2 separate regions of the Ovis aries genome follow, and region 2 is linked to region 1. A link is a contact called in public Hi-C data. All regions are on one chromosome and are shown on one strand. Each heading gives the region's core, a stretch centred on a gene start, on an enhancer-like site or on the middle of the called end of the contact. The rest is flanking DNA. Distances are from core to core; before and after follow the strand shown. Region 1 overlaps FAM178B (family with sequence similarity 178 member B). Region 2 holds the start of SEMA4C (semaphorin 4C).

The links. Hi-C and Micro-C count contacts between places; a contact is called where the count stands out from the background.
Region 2: a Hi-C map of liver shows a contact between it and region 1, with 5 times the contacts expected there. The contact joins the promoter of SEMA4C here to the enhancer-like site in region 1. A contact is called at or near these places in 13 of 16 Hi-C or Micro-C datasets (blood, hypothalamus, liver and 6 more).

The regions. Positions count from the first base shown.
Region 1 is chr3:103,576,842-103,580,552 of ARS-UI_Ramb_v3.0, forward strand. It overlaps FAM178B (family with sequence similarity 178 member B), which reads left to right. Exons shown (of 16, transcript XM_042246470.2): 6 at 1,424-1,529. Among named protein-coding and RNA genes, the nearest start is that of FAM178B, 22 kb to the left of the region's middle. Within about 2 kb of position 1,575, at least 26 of the 54 cell types and tissues checked have an H3K27ac peak or open chromatin away from gene starts, as enhancers often do. A contact at or near this core is called in hypothalamus and liver, where this site is marked.
Region 2 is chr3:103,658,785-103,662,495 of ARS-UI_Ramb_v3.0, forward strand. It overlaps SEMA4C (semaphorin 4C), which reads left to right and starts at 1,747. Exons shown (of 15, transcript XM_060413963.1): 1 at 1,747-1,949.

The sequences.
Region 1 (3,711 bases), core at 325-2,824:
AGCTTCACAGACACAGGAACAAAGCTGCTTTCTCCTCTGAACTTAAATGATTTGGGGGCGGGGGGGACACAATTTGTAAATTGCCTGGATATACTCAAAGAGACAGCAACTTGGCTTGGAGGAGCATCTTTGTTTTGGAGCATTCTGTTCCTGGCAGATTAAAATATGATGTCCTTTTTAAAGAGGAGGAGGAGGGTGAGCCGACTGAGGAAATTTCTATCTAGAGTCATGACTTTAAATGCCGTCCGAAATGTTCTTTGCCTGGATTTGGTTGTTTAAAGAAGAATGGACATGAAGTTAACGGTTTCATTTATCTGGAATCCTTATTAATTGCTTTTAGGACATTATCTAAAAAGAGTAAAGAGGCATTCACCAGACTCAGAGTATTAGGTTGTTGTTATTCAGTCGCTAAGTCGTGTGCGGACTCTGTGACTCCATGGACTTCAGAATGCCAGTCTTCCCTGTCCTCCAGGGAGGATCCAGCCCCAAACCCAACTTCCCCAGAATGCCAGGAGGGGAGTGAAGTCCAGCACCTTCCACCAGAGGCCCGAAAATCACACGAAATCCGACACCTCGTCCAGGGATCTGGGGTCCCATGGGTCCAGATGATCTCCCAGGGTGACAGTGAGCTCAAAGCAGAGCTCCTCCCCACGCCAGCAGCTCAGGGCAGGAGGGTGAGGCCTGACAGCCCGCGGTGAAATCACGGCCCCAGAAGCACGGGGTTCCCCCCCCAACCCCCGGTCAGGACCCTTGCCGTTCACATGGTTTCCCAAGACCCCTCTGCCTCCCTGTTACTTCCTTCCCCTGATCTCCCCGTCCTGGGCCCCTGTCTGTTCTTTTCCCGTCTTCTCAGGTGTCCCCTTTGTTTTGGAAAAACACAAGATGGGGCAGACATGCTCTGTGTAACCGGACCCAGACGCCGGCCCCACAGCGGGTAATCCTCTACCCCGGCTGCAGCTGGGCTAAGAGGCGAGGCTCCCGGGCACGCTCCTCATCACAGCCCAGACCCTTCTCAAAACTGGTCAGCACCTCAGTTTCCCGCTCCATCACGCAGGAAAAACAAACTGTGCTCCCCAGCCCTGTGCGTAAAACTCTGAGAGGGGAATTTCCCTGGCGCTTCCCCTGCCAGGCACCCGGGTTCTAGCCCTGGCGGGGAGACTAAGATGCTGCAAGCCTGGCAGGGCGCGGCCAAAAAACAAAAAAAAGCGAACGACATTGTGAGACGTGTTCGTGGACAGCGTATGATTCTGAATGGCGCTGTGGGTTGTTTTCTGTTCCAGCAGCTGCCTGCCCTGAGCGTCTTTGTCCAGAGCGGTGACCGCTTCTAGTCCCGGGAAAGCTCGGACGCCCCCGCTCAGCCTCGCTGAGAGGGTCACGGAGGAGGGTCGCCTCCCTGACCCCCCGCTCTGTCCTGCCCCCGCAGCTCCTCGCCGGCCCGGCAGCTCACCTTCCTGCGCCAGGGCCTCCTGAGCAGCGTCTACCTGCCCGTGGGCGACCGCCCCATGCCCCTGCTCCGGTGGCTGTTACAGGTGAGGACCGCGACTGCCGCTAGGTGGCGGGAGCGAGCCGGCCCAGCACCCGGGGGAGGGCCGCCGGCCGGCGGGGCGGGGCTCCCATCCTCCGGCCCGTGGGGCTGCTGGGTTGGTCCTCGCTGAGGCTGGAGGAGGGAGGGAGACTTGTGGTGATGGAGTCAGGAAGGGGCAGGCACCGGCCTGTAGCCTCACGCCGGGACCCCCCAGCGCGTGTGCCTTGCAGGGTGTTGCCTCTCTGTGATTCCCGCTCAACAGGTGCTCCCATTGTGTGCAGGCTCTTCTCCAGGCTCCTGGTCTGGGCCCTCATCCAGCGGCCTTGCAGGTGTGAAGGCCCTCGTAGATCTGGAGCTGGGGTGCTCGCTGTGGAGCTGTGGTTCAGCTGGAAAAGCCTAGAACAGCTGCTGTCTTCCCCCCGCCCCCCTTCCTTTCTGGTCACTGCCAGAACATTTTGCCTTGGTGGAACATGCTTTCTGCCCTAGGCTCAGAACCCTCACATGGAGAAAGACAGTGAGGAGAAGCCAGCAGGGAAAGCCCAGGCACCAGCTGCTGGGATCTGAACGCAGGGCACGGGGATGAGGCCTTGGCCCCCATCCTGGACCATCTATACTGGGGACAGCAGGTCCCAAGCTCTAGCTGGTCTCATTCCTGCCAGTTGGAGCCTAGACCCCAGCTGTAAATTAGACCCGCCTTGCGAGGCGGATCGTTCTTGGGACTCCTCAGCCTCAGCAGACTGGCTGCCTTCCAGAAACAGCCCTCCAGCTCTCTCTCCTTCCCACTGGGTCCTTCCCCATTGCCCCTCCCTGCCGCTCCCCCAGACCCTGGGCGACACAGGGGACACAGTGACCATTCTTCCCTGTCCTGTCCTGCAGCTTCTCTCTGCCTGCACAGCACACGACAGACACAGAGCCGGTCTGAGATGCTGGCCACAGAGGGTCCTTGTGTGACCCTGGCACAGCATGGAGTGCACGAGCCCCGCCTGGTCTCTCCCCAGCCTCTGTCGCCTGTGGGGGGAGGGGTGCGGCAGCAGAGGACCCCCAGCCCTGCGTCTCCGCCTAGTACTGTGTGACGTGGGCCGTCATTTAACAGCGGCTCTGTGTCTCCGTCTCTCACTCGGTAAACTGGGCTCAGCAATCTCGCGTGAAGGTCGAGTGGGGAACTCCTGTGGCCTGCCTTGTCCTTCTGGTCCCGCCCGCTGCTCTGCTCAGGGCCTGGACACCATCGGGAAGGAATGGTGTCAACCCAGAGGTCAGGCTCTCCATCTTCAGGAAGGAGAAACAAAAGCTGAAGTCGGATCCATGCAAGGGGTGCACTTGGCCTTGGGGACGTCTTCTCGGGAAGACCCTGCCCAACATCTCTATCTCTGGAGGGAAGAAGGAGCAGGGCATTGATGTCTGCCACTCAGGGGACCACCCCGTAGGCCTTAGGGTGGGCTCTGACGCTCACTTCCGAGGTTTGGGTTGTCTTGCCACTTGGAACTTCTCTCCCCGCAGCAGCAGTGGCGCTTGTTCTCTCGCAGACCTTGGCTGAGGCCTGGCTGCATGCTGAGCTGCAGGGACAGAAAGATTCTGGCAGTGGTGACCCAGGTGTCCATTGAGGGCTTCCCCGGTGGCACAGTGGTGAAGAATCCACCTGCCAATGCAGGAGACCGGGGTTCCATCCCCGGGTCAGGAAGATCCCCTGGAAGAGGAAATGGCAACCCACTCCAGTATTCTTGCCTGGAGAATCCCCGTGGACAGAGGAGCCTGGCAGGTTATGGTCCATGGGGTCTCAAAGCGTCTGACACGGCTGAGTGATTGACATGCACACACACATCTCAGGCAGACATGGCTGCCTGTACTTCACGCTGCTGGTGAGGACTCCAGTTCAGAGAAGCACAAATCCATGGGGGATCCCTGACGGTGCTGGGGGCCTCCTGTGAAGCTGCAGGGGTGATTCGTGGGATCCAAGGGCTGGGACAGCGCTGGGCCTCACAGGAGCTGGAATCACACTGGAGACAGGTCAGGATCTTAGGACAGACTTCGGCTTCTCTCTATGCCCCAGGCTCTCCATGGTCAAATAAACCCCCAGGAAGAAGAGTTAATTGGCCTGTGAGGGGTTAAGGGACCACCCCCAAGCAAAGGCAGCTAGGGGAGCAGGGCCACAGGGCTGCTGAGGGCCCACACACATACCTGGGATTGAT
Region 2 (3,711 bases), core at 497-2,996, 82 kb after region 1:
ACTTCAGTCCGACTCTGCACGACCCCATGGACTGTAGCCCCGCCAGCCGCCTCTGTCCATCGGATTTCCCAGACAAGAATACTGGAGTGGGTTGCCATGCCTTCCTCCAGGGGATCTTCCTGATCCAGAGATCCAACCCGTATCTCCTACATTGGCAGGCAGATTCTGTACCATCTGAGCCACCAGGGAAACCCTCATTTTAAAGTATGAATCACGAGCAAACAGGCATGCAGGAAACTTTACCCCCTGCCCACCCACCCACGGAAAAGGCGAGCACTGGAAAGGAACAGAATCCAGCAGGAAATGAGCAAGGTAGAAAGGGGAGCAGGCGAGGAGCATTGGAAAGGGAAGAGCTGTGTGATGAGGAACCAAGAAGCCCGCCTTGAGCTACAGAAGACATCCCTGCCAGTGAAACCAAACCCTTCAGAGACTTTCCCCTGGGGCCAGTCTTGCAGGTGGGGCCAGAAGCTCAGGTCTTGGCCTGGTAACCCTCACACCTAGAGGTGAGAAAAGACAGCAGAAAACGAAGTGTCTGTCGCCTAAACATCGGGATATCCCATAACTTAGTGGAAAGATGGGATCAGGAGTCTCAAAGCCTGATTTAACATTCTGACCTTGCTAGTTATCAGTGTGACTTTGGGCAGGTTATGCCTTCCTGCCACTCATCTGATCTATAAAATGAGAGAAGCAATGCCTACTTTGTAAAGGGTGGTCGTGAGGGCAGAGTGAAGGCAGGTTGCAAAGTCTAAAGCACAGACCCAAATATGAGGGTACCCGCCTATGGATTTACCTGCCCTTAAATTAAGGAAGCAAGGTCTAACTGGGACAAGGGGGTCGCACATCTTCTCCCGCCCTGTCAACTGGAACAGAGCCTTCCCTGCCCACCCCTGCTGATTCACTGGCTCACCCCCTATCTCCAGTATCTCCAGGGCCTCAGCTTTTTTTTTTTTTTTTTTCCTGGTGCAAAGGAGCTGGGAAATGCTGTGGCCAGTGCAGGAGAAGGGGCCTTTATGTATACCAGCAAAGACCCGATTGTTACTGAATCCAAACTGGGCTGCTTTTCCCAATTATCTCCACTACTCTTCTGGTCTCTACTTTTTCTGATGCCAAGTTTTAACCCAGAACAAAAGCTCCTGTCGGGACTGATTTATAATCCAGATCTGCTGACAAGGCCCTAAAGGGTCCCTCCCCTCCAGGGCTGCACCATGCTTAAAGTTACCACTCAAGCCACTGGGCCACCAGTCTCTCCACCTCTGCCCTTTGTCCCTAGCTAGGAGGTGGCATCTGTCTCCAGGTCCCAGTGGGGTAGCCTCCCTGGGGTTCCGCTGTTCACCGGCCCAGCTCAGAGGACTAACTAGCTGGCAAGGAGGACAGCCCAGCACAGCCCAGGAGGCCAGAGCTACAAGGTACTTCTAGGAGCGGCTGTGGGCAGAGGCTCGAGACCTCCTCCAGCGAGGCTCCCCTCAGCCCCTCTCATCTGAACATCAGGGCTCAGGTCACTTGCTATTCAGCCTTCTAGCGGCACCAGGAGGAGTCATTTCCTGAGGGTACGCTCAGCACAACTGGAGTCGAGGGTGGTTTCACCTGGATCAGGACGAGGGGTCGCTGAGCGGGTCCCTTCTGGAGCCTGAGAAACAAGAGGCATAAGGTCTCCGGAGATTTGAGGCGGGGGTGGGGGGGGGGGGTGGGGGTGGGGTGTCCGTCTTCCTGGCTGGCGAAGTCCGTTCCGGTCTGATCGCAGGGCTCAGTGGGAGTTGAAGAAAGGAAACAATCGGGGGGCCAAAAGACCACTCTGGTGCGCCCCAAAGAGAAGCCTGGGATACTCTCCAGGAGGTGGCCCGCCCGCCTTCGTTCCAGTAGCCATAGCGTGGGGAGCCTCTTAGACCCCTTCCCGAGCCGGGCTGCCCAGCTCGCACGGTTGGCTTAGGGGGACACTTCGGAAAAACCGGGTGAGTCCGACACCCGCCTTGCTAGGGCCCGATGTCCCTCCCCCGCCCCACCTCCCGGCGCGGTGGCGCAGATCTCTGCCGGGGGGCGCGGGGCGGCCTGGCTCCGGGAAGGGCGGGGGTCCGAGCCCCCAGCCAGGGAGCAGGGAGGCGTGCGGGTCGCAGCCCCCTCCGGGGCGGGCCTTCGCGTCACGCCCCCGGCCTCCGACGACATCCCCCACCCCGCCTGACGTCAGGGGGGAGGTGGCGGAGAGCCTCGGCAGCGGCGGAGAAAGAGCCGGCGCCCGCCGCGGTGGCGCGGGGAGCCCGAGCCCAGGGGCGCCGAGCCGAGCCGGGCCGAGGGGCGGTGGCGGAGGGGCAGCGGAGCAGAGCGGGCAGGCGCGCGCGGGCGGGCGGGCGGCGGCGCGCGGGCAGAGGCGGACCGTGGTCGGAGCCGAACGCGAGGGCGGCGCCCAGAGATTCGAGCAGCGAAGAAGAGGTGAGTGAGGCCGGGGTTGCACGGGGCCAGAGCCAAGGGGCTCTCCGGGGCCGCCGCTTTGTCCCCAGACTCGAGCAGGGGACGCTACACGCGCGAGGGACAGGGTCTGGGGGCGCAGGGAGGGGCGGCGGCGAGGACAGCTGTCCGCCCGAGCGCCTCCCTGCGCCTCCCGCGGGCTGCTTCGCGGGGGCTCGGGAGCGGGGCTAGTGGCGCCCGCAGCCCCAGCGTCCGGAGGCACGGACTGGCCGGGCGGGGGACGGGGCTCAGGGTGCGGGGGGTCCCTCGTACTGTCCGGTCCGCGCCCGCGATCTTTTCCAGGCCCCCGAACTGCCCCCGGCTCCCCCACCCCCGACGGAAAGTTTGGGGCGGGCTTGGACGGAGGCCGATGTTGTGAGATCGGATTTCCCTGCCGCGGCCCCCGGCCGCGCGCCCGCTCCGCTGGGGAGGCGGGCTGTCCTGGAAAGTCAGGCTCCAGAGCCGCGCCGCCCAGTCCCCGCCTGGAGCGCTCGCCCTGCAGCTGCTGGGGCGCCGTCCGCGGCCCGCCGCTCGGGGTGGGCAAGGGTGGGGGGCGCGCCGCCGGGACCCGCACCCCTCTACACACCGCCACCCCCGGGGCTGCCCGTTTCCGCCGCCCTGGGAGGAGTAGTGCCGGCAGAGCCTCGGAGCGCGCTGGGGGTCCGGCCTGGGCCTGGGGTAAGGAATCGAGAGAAGGCTGGGAGTGTGTTGGGGGGACGGGTTGAGGGGTGAACGCATCCCCGCCCCCCTTCACCCCCCGCCGCCCTTCCCGCGCTGGGGAACTGGGCCGACAGGGGGCGTCCGTCGGTCGGGCTCCGCCACGCTCCCAGCGCCTCCGCTTTGTTTGCATTCAAATCCCCGGAGCTGGGGGAGGGGAGAATCGCGGGGAACCCAGGACAGGGTCCCAACTGGACCCTTTGCTTTGGGGCGAACAGATCTTCAGCTTCTGTGTCTCTGTGCCCTGGAGGGCCGAAGCAGTGGAAATTAATCCAGATGGCCTGCCCGGCCGGGGTCCCGGCGCGATCCCTGAGTTGGGAAGGCTCATCAGACCCCGGGAGAGCGCAGCAGGCGCTGGCCCTGCTCCGGGCGCCCCCGCGGTTCAGGAGGAACCCCCCGACGCTCCCCGCCAGGTCCTTACTTCCCCCCGCCCCCGCCTGAAAGCGCCGCAGAGAAGATCCCTGATGAGACCAGAGATCTGTCCCGCACCCCTCAGCCCGAGGGCTGGTGTCTCCTAGGAGGCTGTGCGTGGAACAGGATGAAGCCCCGGTCTTT